Regions from separate parts of the Zea mays genome. Here region 1 is linked to region 2. A link is a contact called in public Hi-C data. All regions are on one chromosome and are shown on one strand. Each heading gives the region's core, a stretch centred on a gene start, on an enhancer-like site or on the middle of the called end of the contact. The rest is flanking DNA. Distances are from core to core; before and after follow the strand shown. Region 1 holds the start of LOC100194105 (putative protein kinase superfamily protein). Region 2 has its middle 51 kb from the start of LOC109939713.

Region 1 (4,189 bases), core at 762-3,261, 230 kb before region 2:
AACCAGAGGGGCTAAACAGCTGACCTGATCCACTGCTGCTGGCTGACCTCTCAATCTCGGCCAGGTTTGCAACAACAGGGATTGGCCTCTCGGGAATAATCAAAGGACTTGGTACTGAATCAGCCTCAAGTATCTTCAGCGCCTGCTCCATTGTCGGCCTTGCATGCAACTGGGGATGTGTGCAGAGTGCACCAACAAGCACGTACTTCTCCATCACCTTAGTTGGACCAGGATCAACCATTCCCTCTTGGATCACCTCCACTGTCCTCCCCCTTCGCACCAAAGACCAAGCCCAATCAGTGAGCACAAAGCTCTGTCCCTCGCTGAGAGAAATGAATGCCTTCTTTCCACTCAGAAGCTCAAGAAGCACAACACCAAAGCTATACACATCGCTCTTCTCAGTCAATTGGCCGTAGAGTGCATACTCTGGGGCAACATAACCTAGTGTTCCGGCAACCCTTGTGCTCACATGCGTCATCCCTTCAGGTGCAAACTTGGCCAGTCCAAAATCAGCCACCTTGGCCTCAAATTCATCATCAAGCAAGATGTTGCTCGCTTTGATATCCCTGTGAATAATGGCTGGCTGTGCACCGCGATGCAGGTAGGCCAGCCCTCTTGCCATGCCAATGGCAATCCTCTGCCGCACCGGCCACGCTAACTGGCATTCTCCGGCAGCAAACAGATGGTCATACAAGCTGCCATTATGCATCAGGTCGCAAACGATCATCCGCTGGTGGCCTTCTCTCTGTGTGGTGGCAATGCAGTACCCACGCAGCGCAACCAAGTTGACATGGCGCACGCTGGCCACCACTTCCACCTCATGGGCAAAGGCGGCGTCCCCAGCCGCGGAGCAGTTCTTGAACCGCTTCACCGCCACCTCAGCACCGTCGCGCAGCACCCCCTTGTAGACATTCCCAAAGCCACCCTGGCCAATAATACTCTTCCTGGCGAATCCGTCGGTGGCAGCCTTGATATCGTCGTAGGTGAACTTGACGAGCGTGGTGCTGGCGCTGATGGACTCCATGGCCTGAGAGCGCTTGCTCCTGCTGTCCGCAGCCAGGGCGGCAGCGGCATCTCGCGCCTGCCTTCGCCTCACGACGAAGCAGCATCCCAAGGCTGCGGCGAGGAGCAGCACTGCCGCGAGGGAGCCGAATGCGACGCCGTAGACCCAGGGGGCGGCACCGGAGCTGTGGGACTGAGGCGGGTTCGCCTTGAGTAGAAAGAGGCAGTAGGCAGTGGCCGGGTCGGCGGGCCCGTGCGGGCTAGCCTCGGCGCCAGCGTAGATGGAGGGGTACTGCACGCACCCGGTGACGTTGTTACTCCTGGCGCTCGGGGATCCAGCCAGGAGATAGGCCGCGGCGGCCTTGCTGAGCGCGGTGGAGCAGGCGGTGCAGTCAGGGACGGCGGAGAGGTCGCGGTCGCAGCTGGCGTCGATGTCCCCGCGCGAGCTGGGCGGGACGAGCGCGTCGAAGTCGGCGACCGTGGAGACGTTGCCGCAGCCCGGGGAGGCGAGGGCGGCGTCGAGGCCCGAGAGGCCGCAGGCCGACGCGGGGAGCGGGTAGGGGAGCGCGGCGCGGAGCGGGGACAGGCAGGAGGAGGCGTCGGGTGGGAGCACGAAGGACGATGTGGCCGCGAGGTGGAGCGAGAGGAGAAAGGCGACGGACTGCGTGGCGACCGCGCAGCGGGAGGCGTCGTCCGACGGCAGCGGCGGCGCGAGGAAGGGGAGCAGCGCCGTGAAGTTGAGAGCGCATTGCAGCGCCGGAGAGGGGGCGGCCGGTTGGGACGCGTGTGGGATGGGGCGGAGGAGGAGGAAGAAGGGAAGGAGGAGACGGAGGCGGCACATGGGAGGCGGAAGGGGATGGAGATGAGGCCGCGAGATGGGGCGGAGGAGGAGACGGAGGCGGCACATGGAGAAGATCAGAAGAGTGGGTGGGGGTGGGGGTGGGGTGGGGGCGGTTGGTGTTGACTGCTGTTTGGCGGCCGTGGCCAGGGAAGAAGAAGGATGGTGGATAAGCTGCGCCCGTCACGTTACTGTACTAATGGTCCGAGCATTTTCAAACATCTGTCTATTGTCGCGAAATTGTACCGCTAAAACCCGGTCCGACGTTGTAAATTCTGCTAACATAGATAATCTCTTTGTCCGCGGCTCTGTTGACTGTTGTAGGGAGCTGGGCTTGTTTGTTCGCTGCTTACCATATATCGTCTGAATTTTTCTAAGGTTGGTTTTGTTTGGTTCGTAATTTATCATAATTTTTCTAACTTTTTTTCTATGATTAGTTCTTCAATTTATTTGACTATATTAAACTTGTTGATCTTATATTTAACTTATTAATATTTGCATTCTTACCTAGGTGTCGGCGTTTCGGACCTGGGGACCCTCCACCGAGCCGACCAGTGAATTTTATCGCTGCATGCCCCTGCCCAGATGAGTTGGCGCAAGACGAAACACAAGGGGGGAATGCGGCTTGTATTATCTCGCACCGGGGGTGCTCGTAGTAGGGGTTACAAGCGTCACGAGAGGGAGAGAGAGCCTGTTCGTTTGCTCGTCCCCGCGCGACCCCCCGCAGGAAGGCCCTGGACCACCCTTTTATAGATGCAAGGAGAGAGTCCAGATGTACAATGGGAGTGTAGCTATGCGCTAACGTGTCTGGCAGAGAAGTGCCTGAGCCCTGTGTACATGCCAACGTGGCTGTTGGAGGAGTGCTTGAGCCCTGTGTGCACGATAACGTGGTCGTCGGAGAAGTGCCTGAGCCATGTAGAAGCACAGCTGGCGGTGCGGCTGGAATCCTGCTGACGTCTCCTTGTTTCCGTAGGGGGCAGAGAACCACCGACGTCATGGACGCACGCGGGGAACCATCATTACCTGTTACCGGGGTGAGCCAGATGGGACGCCGGTTTTGTTCCCTCGTAGCCTGAGCTAGCTAGGAGTAGGGTAATGATGTATCCCCTGTGGCGCGGTCGGTCCGAGCCCAAGGTCGGGCGAGGCGGAGACTTCTCCTGAGGCCGAGGTCGGGGTCGGGCGAGGACGCGATTCCTCCCGAGGCCGAGGCTGAGGCCGAGTCCTGGGGTCGGGCGAGGCGGAGACCTCCTCCCAAGGCCGAGGCCTAAGGTCGGGCGAGGCGGAGCTTTCTGTTGCGCCCGAGGCTGAACTCGGCTGTTGTCAGTCTTACCCCGGTGGGTGGCGCAACAGTCGGAGCGGGGCAAGCAGCGCTGTTTTCTTGTCAGGTCGGTCAGTGAAAGGGCGAAGTGACTGCGGTCACTTCGACCTTGCCGACTGCGGCGCGCGTGTCAGGATAAGGTGTCAGGCGATCTTTGCATTGAATGCGCCTGCGATACGGTCTAGTAAGGCGATTTGGCCAAGGTTGCTTCTCAACGAAGCCTGCCCGAGCTAGGCTTCGGGCGAGTCGAGGGTGCGCCCACCGCCTGAGGAGGCCCTCGGGCGAGGCGTGAATTCGTCCGAGACTACTATTCCCGCCCGAGGCCGGGCTCGGACGAGGCGAGATTGCGTCCCTTGGTAGACGAGGCCTTGACCTGAACCGTGCCCATCAGTCTTTGCGGTGAGTGCTGAGGGTGGTTACCAGCCGTGTTTAGGAGTGTTGGGGGTACCCCTAATTACGGTACCCGACAGTAGCCCCCGAGCCTCGAAGGGAGTGTTGGTACTCGCTTGGAGGCTTTGCCGCATTTTTTGTGAGGGGACCGGCCTTTCTCGGTTATATTTTGTTCCGGTGGGTACGCGCGAGCGCACCCGCCGGGTGTAGCCCCCGAGGCCTCGGAGGAGTGGTTTGACTCCTCTGAGGTCTTAATGCTTTTTGTGATGCCTCGGCCGGCCTGGTTGTTCCCTCATGCGGCCTGGTCGTAGCCCGGGTGCATGGTCAGGTTCCGAGTTTTTAGGCTGGTTTGTTGACGCTGTCAACAGTTTGGCCATAGCCGGGTTGCGAGAGCAGCCCCCGAGCCTCTGCACGGAGCGAGAGAATGATCAAGGACTGTCTCGACTTTTATTATACGCCCCTTCGTCGCCTTTCCGCAAGGAGGAAGGGGGGAAAGCGCCATGTTGCCCTTGGAGGGCGCCGAACATGGTGTTTCCAGTGAGTTGCTAACGGGTGATCCGAGTGGACGCCCGTGCCCCGTTTGTTAAGGGTCGGCTAGTGGCACGGAGGCGTGCTCCAAAAGTACCTGCGGGTGATTTGCT
Region 2 (4,390 bases), core at 786-3,285:
TGCGTCGAGCCTTTGACCGACACACTTGGTCCATCGAGTATAGTTGTGTAGTCTACCAGCATCGTCGCGGGTTATACCCAGACCAGTGGGAGGCTACTTGCTTGGTGTGCCGTCCGGATGATGATCTCTAGGGTGCAAAGGCCTTCTCAGAGCACTATTCTATCACTAAGAGGGACACTGCAGAGGCAGCCATGCAGGATGCTGCACGGCGTGCGCTTTCACGGTACTGATCGTTGTTCAACGGGGTAGCTGACAGCCTCGACCTGAAATACTACCCTCACCGTTCGACTGGCAGTGCCAGAGGTGTGAATGTCTCACCCTTTGGTGAGGGCAATCCTAAATTGAGCAGCATGGTCAACCTGGTCGTCGTGCTCAACACCGAGCTAGACCTCGCCCTTGACGAGTTGGGCAAGGCTCGGGCGGAGATAGCAGAACTGCATGCTGAGCGTGCTGAGTGCGCAGAGCGCTACCATCAGGAGGATGGTTCCCCCGCTCCTATCGGGATTCAGCACCCTTACCGCTCGCCGCCCCATGGTCATTATGCTTATGGCACCCCTGACTGCAGGACCCATATAGATTTGGAGCAATAGATTGATAGAGTCAGAGTCTGTAATAATGTTTAATTCAGTGTCTTAGTCTTAGTTAGTCTTAGTTAATTTTAGTTTGCTTATCATATGTTTTGATGCTTGTCGTGATGAACTCGTGATGAAGTTGGATCTTTGTAATGATTGTCACTAAGGTGTGGGCATCCCCTGCAACTTGGTATAGTTATTAATAAAGTTAGTCATTTAGTTGGGCAATCTTTTATTTCCACTTTCCTCTTTATCTGAGAAGCTGTGTTTGGTCGTGTTGAGAGTCAGTGAAGATGCTCATTTGTTCAGTGCTATGAAGAATTCTATACATCTTTTCTTATGCTGAAAGATTGCAGAGTCAGATCTGATGTGTGTATGCTTTCTACAGATGTCTGATAACAGGCGCAGAGGTGGAAGGTGTGCTCAGTAGGAGCAGCAGGTACCCCAAGATGAGGCACCCCAGCGCCAGTTGCCACCACCATCCCCAATGACAATTGAACAGATGTTTCTGATGCAGACCCAGGCAGTCCAAGCGATTGGCCAGACTCTAGCAGCTATGCAATAGGTGCAGCAACAACCCCCACCTCAACCTCATATGCAAGTGCAGATGCCGCAGATGCCCAGGGACAAGCGTGCGGAGTTCATTAGGGGTCATCCCACTGTCTTTGCCCATTCTGCAGACCCCATGGACACCGAAGACTGGTTGCACACAGTGGAGCGGGAGCTACATAACGCTCAGTGCAACAATCGTGAGAAGGTTCTGTATGGTCCTCATCTGCTAAGGGGAGCAGCTCAGTCCTGGTGGGAGTCCTACCTCGCCACCCATGTGTAAGGTCCAAAATTGGTATACGACAAAAAATGATAATAATAATAATAATAATAATAATAATAATAAATATATAAATAAATAAAATATCAAATTCCGAAATCTCAAATTATACTTGAGTATTGAAAATCGAGGACTGAATTTTGGAAACCAAGAATTATATTAGAAAAGAAGTAGTAGAAAGGTTTTCAATTCAACTAAATGGCTATTCATTTCATTAAATGATGCACTATAGGCATTTTATACTTATGAATATGTGGTGAAACATTTTAATAAAGAGTCATAATTTAAACTTGGGACCTCAAGGTATAAATGAAAATAAATAAGAAAATAGGAAAGGGAAAAATACTACACCAAAATAAAGAGAATAAAATATGTAATTAAATAAAAGCCTCCCATACTGGAGTACTCAATGGGTATGTTTAAAATGGGTATAAATTTATAGTTAAATTCGAATTCAAATTTGGATTTACAAAATGAATAAAAGAGAAACCAGAAAAAGAAAAGAATAAAGAAAAAAAGAAAGAAAACCGGTTGGGACCAATGTGCTCCATGCGACCCATCTAACTCTCCCCCGCGCGGCCTAGCCAGTTGCCACCGAGCCCAACTCAATTCCGCTGGTCCTGCTACAACGGTGTGCCGACGAGTGGGGTCCGCCCGTCAATCATGCGGCACGCGCTCTTCTACACCTGGGTCGTTGACACACGGGACCACATCGTCAGACCTTCTTCTTCCTGTAATAAGTCAACAGGCGAACCGGGAGGTTAGCTCCGCGTAGATCGGGTTGCTGACCCAGCCGACTCAGTCATTGGCCCTCACTTCCATATAATCCACCTCCACCTCTCTGTTCTAGCCCCACGAAGCCAATGCAGCCACGAAGTTGAGTTGAGAACCACCAAGATGCCCTGTGTTGCGGGACAAAGGGGAGAGGCTCCGCACCACGCTCCTTCACCGCCGGGCACCAGGGTTGGGATGGGGATCTTCGTCGTGCCGTGCTGCAGATTACCTGTGGCTCTGCAAACAACACTGGGGTCCTCGGCGCCGTGAATTTTTCGACGGCATTGGACACCGCGGGATTGTTGAATAATTAGACAAATTCCAGATTAAATTCCGAATATAAATCATGACCAATTCAAAAGAACTGAAGTAGAGAGTCAAATCAGATGATGTTAACTGATTAGACATACCGATAGATGGCGTGCACCGGAATCAGCAGGGTCGACGACGTCGTAGCAGCGAAATCAGCAGGGTCAACGAGGTCAGAAGATCACGAGCAGTCGCGTGAAGACGCTTCCCAAAAACCTTATTCGCCCTCTCCTGGTGCAGGATCTAGAAGACGAAGGGTTCTGGAGACCTGCTCTCCTAATCGCAGATGCACGTATGTGGTCGGGATGAAGGGAACTGGAAGGCGGTTCAACTATGAAGAGAGGCGAAAGCGAAATCGGGATGAATTGGATGCTGGCTGCCAGGCTCTTTTTATAGGGCCGAGTCCGCGACCAGATAGCTACCTTTGATCTTATCCGCCCGCGAAAATCTCGCGTTCAGTTAAGATTTTATAGCGATCGGTTAGGATTCTAAACATAATAGCCAAGTAACCAAAAATTCAAACAGCAAAAGGAAGTCGCGCCCCCGCAAAGCGAGGGGCCGGATTTCGGCGGACCATTCACGCGCATGTCGTGCGCCCGCGCCCCGCCCCGGCCAGGCCAGGCCAGGCCAGGCGAGCGAGCGCGCGCGCGCGTGTGGCTCTCCACACTCTCTCCTCTCATCCATGACTTGGTGAGTGAGTGTGGCTTCCATATTTAAGCTAGCTCTACTCCACTAGAACTAGCAATATGGTGCTATTGGTTCCACCTATTCCCTAGCCATACACTTATATGGGCTTTTGAGATTTTCCTGGGATTTATTTTATTTTCTCAATTTGGGCCTAGCCCATAAATCCTAACAATCCCCCACCAGATCTCAAATGCCCATCTATAGTTTTCGCCACTGTTCACTACTGTTTAATATACTCGTTTTTCAGTAGAGACTGTTAAGTTGAACTTCCGCCTAGAACTCCAAGCTACACCAACCCACAACTTGGACAATGGACTATGCCTTGAATTGCAAGTTTTGCGTGAATGGGTTTCACTTGAAGTCATGAACAGTACTTGGCTACCAGTAGTCCCCTTCTCGGATGGAGCATATACGTCGTACTCCAAGGTCTCTTCATGAGTTTACTAGAGATCACCTAGATCTCATAGACTACGACGTTAGACAATCTAACTCATATAGGTGTGTTCTTTCAAGAATGTTCTGCAGGACAACATCTTTGCTAATACAAGCCAATAGAACACATTAAGGCACAAAGCCAACCTGCCTTACAACATTTGAGAGTATTGCATCTTTTCTTAGAGAGGGTCAAAGGTTACTCTCCTCAGTTAACCAATGGCTTGTTCTTCCTAGGACCTAATTCACGGGATCTCCGATTACATAGACTAGGTTTCCACCATGGCAACTTTATTCGGGTCTCATACCCATCTCTCTCGATGCGACTTCTATCACATTACGTGGTAGTCCCTTGGTAAAAGGATCTGCCAGATTTTTATCTGTTGAAATATAAGTCACACTTATAACTCTAGAGCTTCTCAACTTTCTGACAGACTTCAATCGTCTTTTGACATGTCTTGATGACTTCCCATTATCCTTAGAACTCGTCACTTTAGCAATCACTGTCTGATTGTCACAGTTCATAAGGATAGCTGGTATTGGTTTCTCAACCACCGGCAAGTCCATCAAGAGTTCACGCAACCATTCTGCCTCAACGGTTGCTTTGTCAAGTGCAGCTAGCTCGGCTTCCATGGTTGACCTCGTCAAAATGGTCTGCTTGCATGACCTCCATGATACCGCACCTCCACCAATAGTAAAGACAAAACCACTGGTGGCATAAAGCTCGTCTGCATCAGATATCCAGTTCGAATCACTATATCCTTCAAGTACTGCATGCTGACCAGAA

The links. A called contact is a pair of places that touch in the nucleus more often than the background predicts.
Region 1: a Hi-C map of leaf shows a contact between it and region 2, with 4 times the contacts expected there. The contact joins the promoter of LOC100194105 here to the enhancer-like site in region 2. A contact is called at or near these places in 2 of 25 Hi-C or Micro-C datasets (ear and leaf).

What each region holds. Positions count from the first base shown.
Region 1 is chr5:77,965,042-77,969,230 of Zm-B73-REFERENCE-NAM-5.0, reverse strand. It overlaps LOC100194105 (putative protein kinase superfamily protein), which reads right to left and starts at 2,011. Exons shown (of 1, transcript NM_001139158.2): 1 at 1-2,011. The coding sequence starts at 1,909.
Region 2 is chr5:77,737,441-77,741,830 of Zm-B73-REFERENCE-NAM-5.0, reverse strand. No RefSeq gene overlaps it. Among protein-coding and RNA genes, the nearest start is that of LOC109939713, 51 kb to the right of the region's middle. Within about 2 kb of position 2,035, at least 16 of the 20 cell types and tissues checked have an H3K27ac peak or open chromatin away from gene starts, as enhancers often do. A contact at or near this core is called in ear and leaf, where this site is marked.